Linked DNA regions of Mus musculus: all the other regions are linked to region 4. A link is a contact called in public Hi-C and promoter capture Hi-C data. All regions are on one chromosome and are shown on one strand. Each heading gives the region's core, a stretch centred on a gene start, on an enhancer-like site or on the middle of the called end of the contact. The rest is flanking DNA. Distances are from core to core; before and after follow the strand shown. Region 1 holds the start of Abtb1 (ankyrin repeat and BTB (POZ) domain containing 1). Region 2 holds the start of Txnrd3 (thioredoxin reductase 3). Region 3 holds the start of Mcm2 (minichromosome maintenance complex component 2). Region 4 holds the start of Pole4 (polymerase (DNA-directed), epsilon 4 (p12 subunit)).

Region 1 (3,124 bases), core at 445-2,944, 6.2 Mb after region 4:
GAAGACCCTGAGGTAGGAGATGGGTAGGTCTAGTGGGGCAGCCAGCAGGTGGGAGACCCAAGGAAGGCAAAGTGAGAGGAGGTCAGAGTGGGTCTCACAATGTAGCCCTGACTAGCTTTGAACTTAAGATAATCCCTGTCTCGACTTTTCTCTCTCCCAATAATTTAATTGCAGGTGTGGGCAACCATGCCCACGTGCTTTTATCCCAAACACTCCCATCAGCTTTGCTGTGGAAAGATCCTCCTGCCTGCAAATATGGAGATCAGAGAGTCAGTTTAGCAGACCAATGGTGGTACAGTACAGGAGACAGCCCCAGAACTGGCCTGGGTGTCAAGGGTAACGTGAGAAAGTGGATAGAGGGTTAGAGAGTACTATGTGTTGACTTTAGGGAGTTAACAAGAAATCAAGGGTGCATACAAACATGGAGCAAGGTCTCAGAGCTTACAGGCAGACCCTGACCCTCTCTCACCATTAGCCAACAGGTAGCGCACCAACTCCTCATGCCCACAGAGGCAGGCATAGTACCTAGGAAAGGGGGAAGCTGTCAGTAGGGTAGGCCCACCCTGCCCACCCAGCTACCCCACCGCTCACACTCACAAAGGGGTGCTGTCCCACTTATCCCGCACGTTCACCTCCACGTCTCGCTGCTCCAGCAGGTACCTGGGCAGGAAGTTCAAAGCCTGGGTCAGAATTGCTTCTCATCTGGGAGAGAGACAACCAGGAAGGGGAAGGAGGCCACATCTCTCTGGGCTAGGGAATGCCTCTGAGAAGGGTAAGGCCTGGGACTACACAGGTCTGCAAGGGTCTGCAACTGTGAGTTGGGTGATGGCTTCATGGACAGAGGCCAAGCCCCAGGTTCAGAAGGCTGAGAATTTGGTCTTTTAATATCTGGGAGAGAGAAGGTGATGGGGCCCCTAATTCAGCCTGGGGAGCCAATGGCAGGGAAGTCAGAAGAAAGCTGATGCAGGCACTGGGGGCGGGGAAGGAGGGGAACAGAACAGATCTATGGAAGAAGTGGAAAAAACAATTGATAAAATGTTGAGGAGAAGAGGTCATGAACCAGAAAGCGATCACTGGGACATGGCAGCCCAAGGAGGCTATCTGAGGCAAGACCTGAACTCTCAGAGCTGCATTCAAATTGAGGGACGGATCATTAACTCTGAGGTGGCATCTGGTGTCGGAGAGAGCTGCAGCTTGGTCACATCTGTTGAGGACCAGGGGACTTGGAAGGAAGGGCCATGGGAGAAAGGAGTCTATCAAAGAAAAGGGTCAGGATCCTTCTCTTCCCTGCCTGCCCACGGAGATCACGGTCTCGGCGCCAGGCTGGTAACTGGCTGCACCAGCGGCGCCTGCGCCTCTTGGAACCTCCACGGAGAGGAGTCGTTTCCCTGCACCGAGCTAAGTAAGGGACCTAGAGCCCGATCTCCCTGACTCGGTCAGCTTCGGGAGCCCCACGGCGCCCAACCCCACACCCGTGCCCGATAAGCCCTGCGGACGCCTGCCCGCCTCCTGCACTTCAGGTTCTCACCGCACACGGCCCACGTCCCCTTTCCTGCAGCTGGCAAACAAGTCGCTGGTATCCATGGCGAAAGAGACTGGACCCCCGGCCGAGTGATCTCGGGAGTCGTCTGTGCCCGGCCGGATGTAAACACTCACCGCCCCGCCCCTCGCGGCACGGCCTAGCTATGCCCGCCTGCGACTCCGCAGCGGCGCCTGCCGCCCGGAGGACCGTCCGGCCCGAACCCCGCCCTCGCATCCAGAAGGCCGCTCCCCAAGGCCGCACCCAGTAACCTTAACCACGCCCACTTAGCCTCTGGGGACTTCTAGCCTTCACCCCGCCCACCCGTCTAGAGGACAACTCAATTCCCCCAGGTTCCGCCCACTCGCCCGAAGAATAGCTCACTACCAAGACCCCGCCTCCTCAGAAGAGCTTCACCGGAAGAGCAGTTCGCTGCAGGCCCCGCCCACATTTCTTGGGATCCGTTCTGAAAACAGCACCTCCCACAGGCTTGGAACGCTTGTCAGTCCTGAGTCTAGCTCGGTTCAGGTCCCGCACATCAGGCCGAGGCCTCGCCCACCAGGACTTTTCCCAGCCTACTTCAGGCTCAGCCCACCCGGCCTGGTTCCACCCAGATGACCTTATACTCCCTACCCTCCGCCCACATATCCCTAACCACGCCCACAAACTCCATGAAATTCCCAGCCCACCCGTCCTTGGCCACGCCCAGCCAGCCTCCCTTGCCCCACCTACTCCTCCAGGCCCATCCCACCCACTCCCCGGAGTGCAGCCCTCGGAAGGCAAAAAACAGGCGTGGAGGCGGAGCGGCCCGCGCGTCTTAGCGGCTTTAATGGAGTCCTGGCGCGGGGAGCGCGCTGGCCTCGGGCAAGCGCTCGGGGCCGGGCAGGGCGGGGTGGGAGCTGCGCCGCGGTCGCCTGCTGCGGTGGGGAAGCATAGTGGTCCGCGTGGAGGACCGGGAGGGGCGCGGGGCCGTGGCGTCGGGCAGTCTCGCGCCCGTGGCCCGGCGCTCACAGGTGAGTGTCCTCCTCGAACACGTCCGAGTCCTCAGGGTCGCGTTTGCTGCCCATGAGCGCGCTCCAGCTGCTCGGGCCGTTGATGGCCCCACCGTTCAGGCTGGGCTGCTTCTCCTGCATCTCCGACTGGCTGTCGCTGGCCACGTCCAGCGTGGGATTGTCGTGGCAGCCGTTCTCCACGAAGCGCAGCTCCTCACCGTGCGACTGCAGCAGCAGGAGAGAGCGCTAGGCGCGCACAGTGGTTGGCCACGCCAAGCCCCCAGGGTACTACTCCCTTGGGGCCCAGGATACAAGTGCCTGCAACTCAAACCTAAACCTCTGCAGGTAAACCCTGTGACCCCCTTGGTGTCACTTGATCCCTTCCAACAGCGCATTATACATGAGACAGCCCACTCAAAGCATACGAGATAGGGCAGAATGTGCAGGGCCTGCCCCCTTTCTCTTGTGCAGGTTGCAGGAGCCTTTGGCTTCTAGGACTGAGGGGAGCAGCTGCTCTCAAGCCTTGCAGAATGGGGCACTGGGGTTAGGAAGAGCTGGAGGAGAGGAGGGATCCCTTGGTGAGACTTAACTCCCCCTCACTGTGTATCTCCTC
Region 2 (3,214 bases), core at 433-2,932, 7.0 Mb after region 4:
TTGGGATTAGAGCAGAACTTCCAACCATTTCTAAGATAGCTCTAAACACTCTTTGTATTTATGCAAAGCAACACTCTCGGTATTGACAATTATAAAATTAAAATATTGATCAATTATGAAAAACAGTGACAATGTTCTACCTTCTATGGTATTGAATTTTCAGCCAAGATTTGTTTTATGTAAAAACAAACAACCCTATCCATCCATCTCATTAGAATGTAAATTTGCTCTCATCTTTAATAAAGGGTGAAATTATAAAGGTACCTAAGATTTTCCTAAAAATTAAATTCATTATGATTTATTACCAGTAAATGTTTGTGAATCTGTTGAATGTACTTTTGAGATCATGTGAAATCATTCAGGTTAAAAAGGGTTGCAAGTGAAAAAGATTTGAGTTTTAGTAGGGTCTTCTAGGGTTCAAGGGTTGGTGATAACAAGTCTGGCTCAAATGTTTGAAGCAGCCCTGGTTGAGCCTGCCCTTCAGACAGGCACCAGATACACTGGCCATGCAGTTTTCCTCAAGGCCTCTGTGGAGTGGGCGTTCCAGACCACAGGTGCTAAGGATAGTCCAGCTAACTGACTAACAGTGGCCACTAATTAGAGTCCGTGCCTCTGCTCATTTACAGGAAGCTGAACTTCAGAAGGGCTGCTTACAGCAATAACTTTAAAACGTGAGCCCAGGGAGAGGGCTCAGTTGATAAAATGTTTGCATACCGCCTGTTCTTATTTGACCTTCTTTCCAAATGGTTCCTGTGTTGGGGATGGCTTGAGAATCCATTGTGCCCTAGTTATTTCCTGTTGCTGTGATAACAACACTAACCAAAAACAACTTAGAGGAAGAAAGGGTTTATTTGGGAAAAGTCCCAAGTCACACTCCATTATTGGGGGAAGTCAGAAAACCCAAGAAGGAGCAGAAGCTGACTGCTGCTCGTGGGCTTGCTCTCGATAGCTCACTCAGCATGCTCTCTTACCACCTAGGACCACCTGCCCAAGGGTGGCACCCCCTCCCCAGTGGGCCTGATGCCACCACATTTATCATTAATCAGAAAATATTCCACAGGCTTGCCTACAGGCCAATCTGAAGGAAGCATTTCCTCAGTTGAGTCTCTTTCCAGGTGACTCTAGTATGCTCCAAGTTGACAAAAACTAAGCAGTACACTGTCACAGTGAATTGCTGAGGGTGTGTGTGGGTTGAGGGGTTGGGGAGGTAGTAACCTAGGAACCTCATATTGAAACTGAATTGCAATAGTAATTTTTATTCAGCTTCAGTAGTGCAAATTAAAAAAGAATCAGTATTTCCTAGACAAGGTTTTTGTCACATTTTCTGAAATAAAGTGGAGACATCTACCCTTCCTGAAAAGCACCTATTTTGAGATTGGTGGAGAATCAGGAGCGGAAGGAACTGTAGAGAGGCCTCTGGGTGTCAAAAACTGTGGTAAAACGATAATGAAAACAGTAATTACAAGAAGAGCAGAGCATACAAGCTTGATTCCGCACCTTTGAAAATGGCAAGTGACTGCCACTGTGCCACTGGGTGGTAGACAGAGTAGTTTGCAGGCTCACCAGGCTGAGCTAAGGGGGCGTAGCTTAGCCCTGTGGAGGCCTGGAGGTGGGGCAAAGTTTTCCCGGGGGCGTGGCCGGTCGGTAGGCGGGCCCTCTCCGTGGGTCGCGCGGTCGGGGGCGTGGCCCCGTAGCTGTCCGGTGCGCCCGCGGCCAGTGCGTAGCGTTCTCAAGTTCTCAGCGGCTTTGCCGGCGTCGTCCCCTAGGCGGCCGCCCGCGTCCCGGTTCCTCAGCAGGCCCGGCTCGGCCCGGAGCGACAACAAAGCCCTGGAGAAGCCACCGTCCCCGCCGCCGCCTCCTCGGGCGCAGACCTCGCCCGGGCTGGGGAAGGTTGGAGTCCTCCCCAACCGCCGCCTGGGTGCTGTCCGTGGCGGCCTCATGTCGTCGCCACCCGGCCGCCGCGCCCGCCTGGCCTCCCCTGGGACCAGCCGCCCGTCTTCTGAGGCCCGCGAGGAGCTGCGGCGCCGCCTGCGGGACCTCATCGAGGGCAACAGGGTGATGATCTTCAGCAAGAGTTACTGTCCACACAGCACGCGGGTAGGCGGGGCCGGCCGTAGCAGAGCTCTGGGGCGTGGCCTGATGGGCAGGGTCTAAGCAATCCCGGTGGGAGGAGGGAAGTGAAGGTGAAGCCAGGACAGGGTGGGCCGGGCGGGGAGGAGCGTCGATAAAGAGGCTGGGTAAGTTTGTGAGCCGGATCTGGGGACTGATCAGAGGTCTGAGCAGTGAGCCGGGCGAACCCCGGGCTCAGTAGTTAGCGCCTGGTGGGCGGGGTCTGAGCAAGGTTGGTGGGTGGGGCGAAGCGGAGGTCTGTGGAGGGTGCTTGATGGGCGTAACCGGAATAGGGTCTGGGCGGGGCTCATTGGGCGGATTGGAACCGTGGAAGGGGGTCCTGGTGGGAGGGGCTAATAGGGAGGGTCTGAGTGGAACTCTGTGGGTGGGACCTAGTGTATGGGGGGTGGGGGGTAAGGGAGGGTTTGGGTGGAACTTAGTGGGCGGGCGGTCCTGCGCTGACATATGGGAGGTGGGCGGGGCCTGAAGGTGGACGGAGTAGGGCTTTTGTAGCACTTTCCCAGGTTTCATTGCCTACCTTCTCTGACTCACTACGGGGTCCCGGGAGGTTGCCATCTAGGGAAACATTTGCTTTCCAGCCTGATAATGGGCTTTAGTTAAAAAAAAAAAAAAAAGAACAACCAAAAAATATTTAAAATTGTTGTCTTATTAAAATAGGATTGCGTGGCTAGCTGAAGCTGGATCTAGATCCCATTTGTTAACTAGCATGTTTGGCTCCTTGACCAGGTTTCAGAACTAGCAGGGAGCTTGTAAGATGAAGGTAGAGGAGGTTTTAAGAACCATGGAAGTCGTGGCTAGTTTAAGCTCTGTTGCACACTCTGTAATTTGGGGCTGGGTGGGCATTCGACATTGTTTTCATATTATGAGATAAAAATATTCTTATTGAAATCTTTGGAAGGAAGATGCAAGATGGGGCTGTTCAATATCTTGATGTTTACTTAACATTATGAGAAAGTTGAAACAATAAAGGCCAGGTGTGTAACTTAGTGGGAGCAAGGCCCTGGCTTCCATTTCTAGCACAATTTAAATGAAAAAAAAAATAGATGCTTGGGCAGAAGGATCATGTATTCAAGGCCAGCCTGGG
Region 3 (3,277 bases), core at 728-3,227, 6.2 Mb after region 4:
GAAAGGTACAAAAGCAAGGTGCCAAAAGCCTCCTAAGTGGCCACATAACTGGTGTCGGTAAGGGAGATCTCCCTACCTCCTGGCAAAGCTCAGTTTCCTGACGGCCTCAGTCACCTTCTGTATGTCTGCTTACAACTCTGAACACTTGTGACCCAGAGCCTGATGCAGGCTGGGTGCAAGTTTGCTGACTGAACCATCTTTCCGAGTTGGTGCCACCCTTCAGGGCTCTTCAGATCAGACTCTATGGGTCCCCTTCTCCTAAGCGGGGGCTTGCCTGGGCTTTAGGGTCTAGTCTGAGGTGTATACAGTGAGCTAAATGCATCTTCCCAGTGGGTGATGAACCTCCACATCCCAACCAAGCCATATACAAAGGCAAAGTCACCAGGTTGGCTCATACACTCATGGGTCCCCAAGGCCAGGCCACCAGACACGGGGGGGGGGGGGGGGGGGGGTCCTTCTGCTAAGCCACCTAACCACAGCCTACCTCTCCATGCCATCACCAATGAGTTCCTCTCCATCCTCTTCTTCCTCCATGGGCCCCTCTGTGCCCAGCAGCCCCTCAGACTCATCTTCAAATGGGGGGAGGTCTCTGCCAGGGCTGGAGGTCAGGGCGTCAGCACGTCTGGAGCTGCGGCCTGGGCTGGAGGTGAGGGGATCACTGATCCGGCGCCGCTGACGGGCAGGGCTAGATGCTGAGAGAGACTCAGAAGACTCCTGTAGGAGAAAAAGTCTGCCATCAGACACTGGAGGGACACAGGCTGACAGCCTCCTGGTTACCATGGGGCCTTCCCACAGTCTGTCTCCTGTACACTAGGCATTGTTCTCAGGGACATATTAGTCCCTCAGATCTGTCCATGTCTGTCTTATGAAAAACCTCGGGGGCTATGTAGTTTTTTTTAAAAACCTGTTTATAATCTATTTTCACACCCCACTTAGCCCAAACCCCACAATATGCTGGGTGCTGAAACAAGAGGTGAAGATAAAAGAGGCATCAAGGAACACTATTCTAGAAGTGAATGGTGGAAAGAACAGATCTTTAACCTTTAATGAAAACGCTAACAGTAAGAGTAGGGAAGCCGAGCCAGGCAGTGGTGGTGCACGCCTTTAATCCCAGCACTTGGGAGGCAGAGGCAGGTAGATTTCCGAGTTCGAGGCCAGCCTGGTCTACAAAGTGAGTTCCAGGATAGCCAGGGCTATACAGAGAAACCCTGTCTCGAAAAAACCAAAAAAAAAAAAAAAACCAAAAAACCAAAAAACCAAAAAACCAAAAAAAAAAAAAAAAAAAAAAACAAAACAGAGTAGGAAAGCCGGGCCTGATGTCACAGGCATGAAATCCAAAATACCTAGAGGCTGAAGCCTGATGATCGCCAAGTTCAAGGCTAACCCGCACTACAGAGCGAGTTCAACCCCAGCCTGGGTTACTTAGTGGGACCCTTTCTACTTTCTTTCTTTTTGAGGAAGGGTTTCTCTGTGCAGTTTGGCTGCCCTGGAACTCACTCTGTAAAACTCAAAGACCCGCTTGCCTGTAACCCCCTAGTGCTGGGATTAAAGGCATACGCCTCCCCGGCCCAGCTATGAGACTCTCAAGAGAGAAGGGATGCACGCAGCTACGTGGTAGCCGGCTTTCCCTACATGCGCGGGGCTCTGGGTTCCATTTCCTGCAGCCTCACCACCATAAGTGCGTGTAAACCCGGGGCCTAGAGACACATGAGGAGAGCAGAGACGACCCGTCCCAGACTGGTGCAGGTAGCCCCGCACTCAAGCCTGCCACTAGAGGAAGATACCGGCCAAGCTAGCCGAGATCGCTGAATACCGCCCGCCCGGGATCAGCCCATTCCTCACCGCCATGTCTGCGCTAGCTCCACCGCACCAGCTGCCACCGGTTTTCGCGCGAAAACTAGACCACGTGACCCGCCCATGCCCGGGAAGCGCCGGGAGGACTCAGACGTCACTACGTCCTCGTCAATCTAGAGCGGAAGGAGGGCTAGAATGTTTGGGCACGCCCACACCAGAAAGCCCCGCCCCGCTCCCCGCCCACAGCTTTCAAAAGGCTGAGCCCTCGCCTCCTGCACACCTAGGCTTAACCCTTCAGCGTTTACCACGCTAAGGCAAGGAAGCGGGACTTTGGGTCACTAGTGGCTCTGAGGACCAATCCGGCCTTCTAGAGTGTGACCTAGGTATCTAAGTGTCGGTATGGCCACTTGTTGCAACTGAGACTGTTTCCTGATTTCTTTTTTTTTTTTTTTTTTGGTTTTTCGAGGCTGGGGTTTCTCTGTGTAGCCCTAGCTGTCCTGGAACTCACTCTGTAGACCAGGCTGGCCTCGAACTCAGAAATCTGCCTGCCTCAGCCTCCCAAGTGCTGGGATTAAGGGCGTGGGCCACCACTGCCCAGCTTGTTTTCTGATTTCTTCCTGATTTGGCATCAACCTCTCCCAAAGCACTGAGGTTCAATCCTTCAAGCACCCAGGCTGCTGTGGGCTTTTATCAAAGTGGGAATCAATTGTACTTGGCTGCAGTTGGCAAAGGTATGGGGAGGATGTTCCAGGTGAAAAGGGCCTGGTGCGTGATGCAGTACAGCGAAGGCTGGGAGTATATAGGGATTACCACTCCCTTGGTTCAAAGCTTGTAATGCCCAGGAAAGGTGGGAGAGTTCAGACTGCAGATTAGCAGTCTGTCTAGGAGTTGGAGCTCTGTCCTGACATGAGGTCACCTGAGGGATCTGTTAAATCGAGGTGTAGGATGAATCAGTAGCTACCACCTGACGAGGTGGGCAGAGACAGGCTGAGTGCTTCCAGTGAGAGGCCTGCTACTGTTCCTACAGTCTTAGGCATCTGGTTCTCAGCTACTGGGCAGGATGTGACTTCTGCTGTATGCACAGCATCAATAATCCCACACAGAACCTAGTGTAGGGCAGAGAGGAAATCAGGAAGGACGCTCAGAAAGGGGGATCTGCAGGCTTTATAGTACAAGAGATACCCCAAGGTGCTAAAGGGTATCTTAGGGAGATGGGCTAGTATGACCTCTGAGACAGGAATCCACACCCTCTTGTCTGCTGGATGCCACTGTGGTACCCAGAGCTGCTATCGATGCAGGAAGGTACTGCATCTATATGCCAGAGACTCAAAAATAAATAAATAAAAAATAGAAAGCATATTATGCCACCATAATAGGATATGTTCTTTGAAAAGCTGACTGTGTCCACCATAAGCCCCTAGGCCCCTACAAGTTCCAATGATATGACAAGCACCCAATTCTTAAAAAAAAAAAAAACAAAAAA
Region 4 (3,153 bases), core at 300-2,799:
AAACAGGGAGAATTGCTGCCATGTATACAAAGGAAAACCACACATCTGTTTTATAAGGTTTTATAAGGTTTGAAGCTCACATCATCAACAGAGAAATAGTCTGTGCAGGCAGTGAACTCACCTTCTAGAAAAGCGAATTCATCCACAGCTTCTATTGCATTATCTGAAACACAAGGTAAAGGGATACTTGATTGGCTCTTGCCATTCAGACATCAGACCCAACATGGAATTTTATGCAAATGACATCACTTACAAACTGTAACCCAGAGGTCCTAAGATCCATCTTTACACTCACTATTCTTTTAACTGTCTCACCTCAAAAGCCAGCGAAAATGCTGTTCAAGGCATCCTACAATCCTGTCTTATTCCAAAATTCACTTTTCTCTCTACTCTAAAGACACTAGAACAAGGCCGGGCGTGGTGGTGCACGCCTTTAATCCCAGCACTTGGGAGACTGAGGCAGGTGAATTTCTGAGTTCGAGGCCAGCCTGGTCTACAGAGTGAGTTCCAGGACAGCCAGGGCTGCAGAGAAACCCTGTCTCGAAAAACAAAAACAAAAAAAAAAGATACTAGAAAAAGAGTTTGGCAGCATAGAAGGGAATGAGAGGTACAGTCTCTAAAGGCTTACACATGTGGAAGGGTTACCAGGTAGACAAATAAACCAAAAGCCAAATTTCCCCTTGCTTCAATGATGCCTTGTGAAACAGCTATAAGAAAGCCCAGCCCATAGCTCCCCTGTCCACCCTGGGGTACCACAGCGACTCTACCCAAATCTCTCCTCTGGAGAGTTTTCCTCTTTCCTTGTTGAGCACAGCAGTAGGCATCTTTTGCGATAGTCTCCACGAACAGTTCCTGCAACAAAAAAAAAAAAAAGCAAGCAGAGATTAGTGGACTCTAGCCCACTGAGATGAGCAATCCTGTGTAGACGTGGACAAGAAGGGTAAAGGGGGAACTCTACCACACAGGAAAGTTCTAGAAGCTACCATTGTACTGAACTTATGAAAATACTTCTGCTATCCCTCTCCATAGCTCCAATCCCCCTGCTCTAATATCTCCAAATCCACCCTACTCATTCATTAGGATCCCCTTCAAGTTCTGTGTGAGCCGTGGGAGCCATGCAAACTAAATTTGCGTGGGTCCTCGTGAAGAGGAGAGTGGCTAACCAACTCAAACGGGGCCCACAGAGGCCTTCCTAGGTCTCAGTCAAGTCAGGTCGGCGTACCAGGGCCCGCCACGCCCCCTAGCGCCACGCCCCCTAGATGCCACGCCCCTTTCCCCGACCCAGGCGCCCTTGCTTCCCCGTCGCACCGCGGCACGCGCCAGGATAAAGATGGCTTCCTGTCCCGCCAGCGTTACGTCAGGGTCTGCCTTCACCAAGGCCTTTACTCTCGCCAGAGGCAGCCTCGAGAGGCGAACTCCCCCGGGTGCACTCGTCGGGGCTTGGGCCTGCGAAGCCGCTGCCTCCCCTCCGGGAGCCTCTTCCTCTCTGGGCGTCCCGCTCCCAGCAGCCGCCGCTGCCGCCATCCCCTCCCGAAACGTGTGGCGCGCGGTCGCTGACTGAGCGCGCGCACGCGATTTCGGCCCCTTTCCCGCGCCGGGTAGAGACCACGCCTCTCCGTGTGGGCGTGGCCCCACCCTCACTAGGCGTGGCGCGCCAGAACCGCCCCCTCTGACTCCGGGGTCTGATGTACTCTTCCGGGCGGCCACAGCCTGGAAGCGGCCGGGCGTGGCCTAGCTGAGCCGGAAGTCCGGATGCTTCTCTAGAGCCTCAGTAGGTGCTGAGTTTAACCTCTAGGCCAACAGGAGGGGAACCCGTGGGTGTCCCCACAACGCTGCCCCGCGCAGCGACAGACCCGGGCCAGCGCCGGGGATCATGTTTTAGGTGGAATGGGACGTTTGACGGGCAGAATTGGAAGTGCGGTTTAGTGGGAGGAAACCACTGCAAAAAAGGCGTGCAGACACGGAGAGCAAGTTTTGTCTGTGGTTGGTCAAACAAGGGTTAGCTCAGAACACTGATCTCCTTACTCAAAACAACAAAACTAAAAACTGTGTTCTCTAGGAACATTAATTGCATAGGGTTTATGTTTTAAAATACTAGTATGTAGTGTTGGCAAAACATTATCATGACAAGTAACTTTTCAAAAACAAAAATTGGCGGGGCGGTGATGGCACACGCCTTTAATCCCAGCACTTGGGAGGCAGAGGCAGGCGGATTTCTGAGTTCGAGGCCAGCCTGGTCCACAAAGTGAGTTCGAGGACAGCCAGGGCTACACAGAGAAACCCTGTCTCGAAAAAACCAAAACCAACAAAACAAAACAAAAACAAAAATTGATGAGAAAAAAATTAATGTCTCCTTTAGAAAACAATTTGATCGTCTAGCTGCTTCTCAACATTTTACTATCTGTTTTTTTGCATAGTTATGGAAAATTCCACTGCACCTTCTTGAGAGAATGAGAATGACTAAGATTAAGATAACTTTTACCAGGTGTGGTGGTGCACGCCTTTAATATAAGCACTCAAGTAGCAAAAGCACATCATGCTCTTTGAAACCAGCCTGGTGTACAGAGGGAGTTCCCAAGCCAGCGAGGACGACATAGTAAGGCCCTATCTTTAAAACAGAAAATCGCTTTGACCTCGCCGGCCTCTGCAAAGGATCTCCAAGAAGCCTCTCCCTGCCTCTTCTTACCTATGAGTTCTCATACCGAACCAGAGATCTGGCATGGAAGTGTGGCAAATATTCGCAATAGGCAAGAGAGACAACTCAGTAAAGTGTATGCTGCTCATCAAGGACCTGAGTTCGAATCACCAGAACACAGTAAAAGGCTAGTGTGATAGAACTCCTGTAACTTCTGCACTAAGAGAACAGGATTGCTTAAGTTCTTTGGCCAGCTAAGCTAGCCGAACCAAATCAGTGAGCTTGTGGACCTTGGGCCTTTATACCAACAAATGCATCCAACACACACTAAATTTTTAATATAAGGCATAATAAGAACACTGTGTACCTAGTTAATTGCTTTATATAAATATTAATGTTTAGTCATAATGCCTGTACTATTGATGCAGGTAAGTAATTTTATTTACAGCTATGAGTGAGCCACAGACTGTTCCACAGTGTACCTGTGGAATAAGGGGAAGCCAAGGGCTCATTGCATA

The links. Promoter capture Hi-C pulls out the DNA fragments that hold promoters and counts their contacts. Hi-C and Micro-C count contacts between places; a contact is called where the count stands out from the background.
Region 1: a contact with region 4 is called in a Hi-C map of CD8 T cells, with 7 times the contacts expected there. The contact joins the promoter of Abtb1 here to the promoter of Pole4 in region 4. A contact is called at or near these places in 3 of 484 Hi-C or Micro-C datasets (CD4 T cells, CD8 T cells and regulatory T cells).
Region 2: a promoter capture Hi-C map of pre-B cells shows a contact between it and region 4, with 11 times the contacts expected there. The contact joins the promoter of Txnrd3 here to the promoter of Pole4 in region 4. A contact is called at or near these places in 1 of 39 promoter capture datasets (pre-B cells) and 3 of 484 Hi-C or Micro-C datasets (CD4 T cells, CD8 T cells and Th1 cells).
Region 3: a Hi-C map of regulatory T cells shows a contact between it and region 4, with 19 times the contacts expected there. The contact joins the promoter of Mcm2 here to the promoter of Pole4 in region 4. A contact is called at or near these places in 3 of 484 Hi-C or Micro-C datasets (CD4 T cells, CD8 T cells and regulatory T cells).

What each region holds. Positions count from the first base shown.
Region 1 is chr6:88,840,241-88,843,364 of GRCm38.p6, forward strand. Abtb1 (ankyrin repeat and BTB (POZ) domain containing 1) reads right to left here and starts at 1,695. Exons shown (of 12, transcript NM_030251.3): 1 at 1,529-1,695; 2 at 598-660; 3 at 470-525. The coding sequence starts at 1,584. It overlaps Podxl2 (podocalyxin-like 2), which reads right to left. Exons shown (of 8, transcript NM_001347327.2): 8 at 2,317-2,736. The coding sequence ends at 2,527. Gm15612 (predicted gene 15612) reads left to right here and starts at 2,614. Exons shown (of 3, transcript NR_045880.1): 1 at 2,614-2,856.
Region 2 is chr6:89,642,306-89,645,519 of GRCm38.p6, forward strand. Txnrd3 (thioredoxin reductase 3) reads left to right here and starts at 1,683. Exons shown (of 16, transcript NM_001178058.1): 1 at 1,683-2,097. The coding sequence starts at 1,828.
Region 3 is chr6:88,896,803-88,900,079 of GRCm38.p6, forward strand. It overlaps Mcm2 (minichromosome maintenance complex component 2), which reads right to left and starts at 1,978. Exons shown (of 16, transcript NM_008564.2): 1 at 1,843-1,978; 2 at 485-714. The coding sequence starts at 1,848.
Region 4 is chr6:82,651,316-82,654,468 of GRCm38.p6, forward strand. Pole4 (polymerase (DNA-directed), epsilon 4 (p12 subunit)) reads right to left here and starts at 1,550. Exons shown (of 4, transcript NM_025882.3): 1 at 1,309-1,550; 2 at 768-852; 3 at 122-163. The coding sequence starts at 1,524.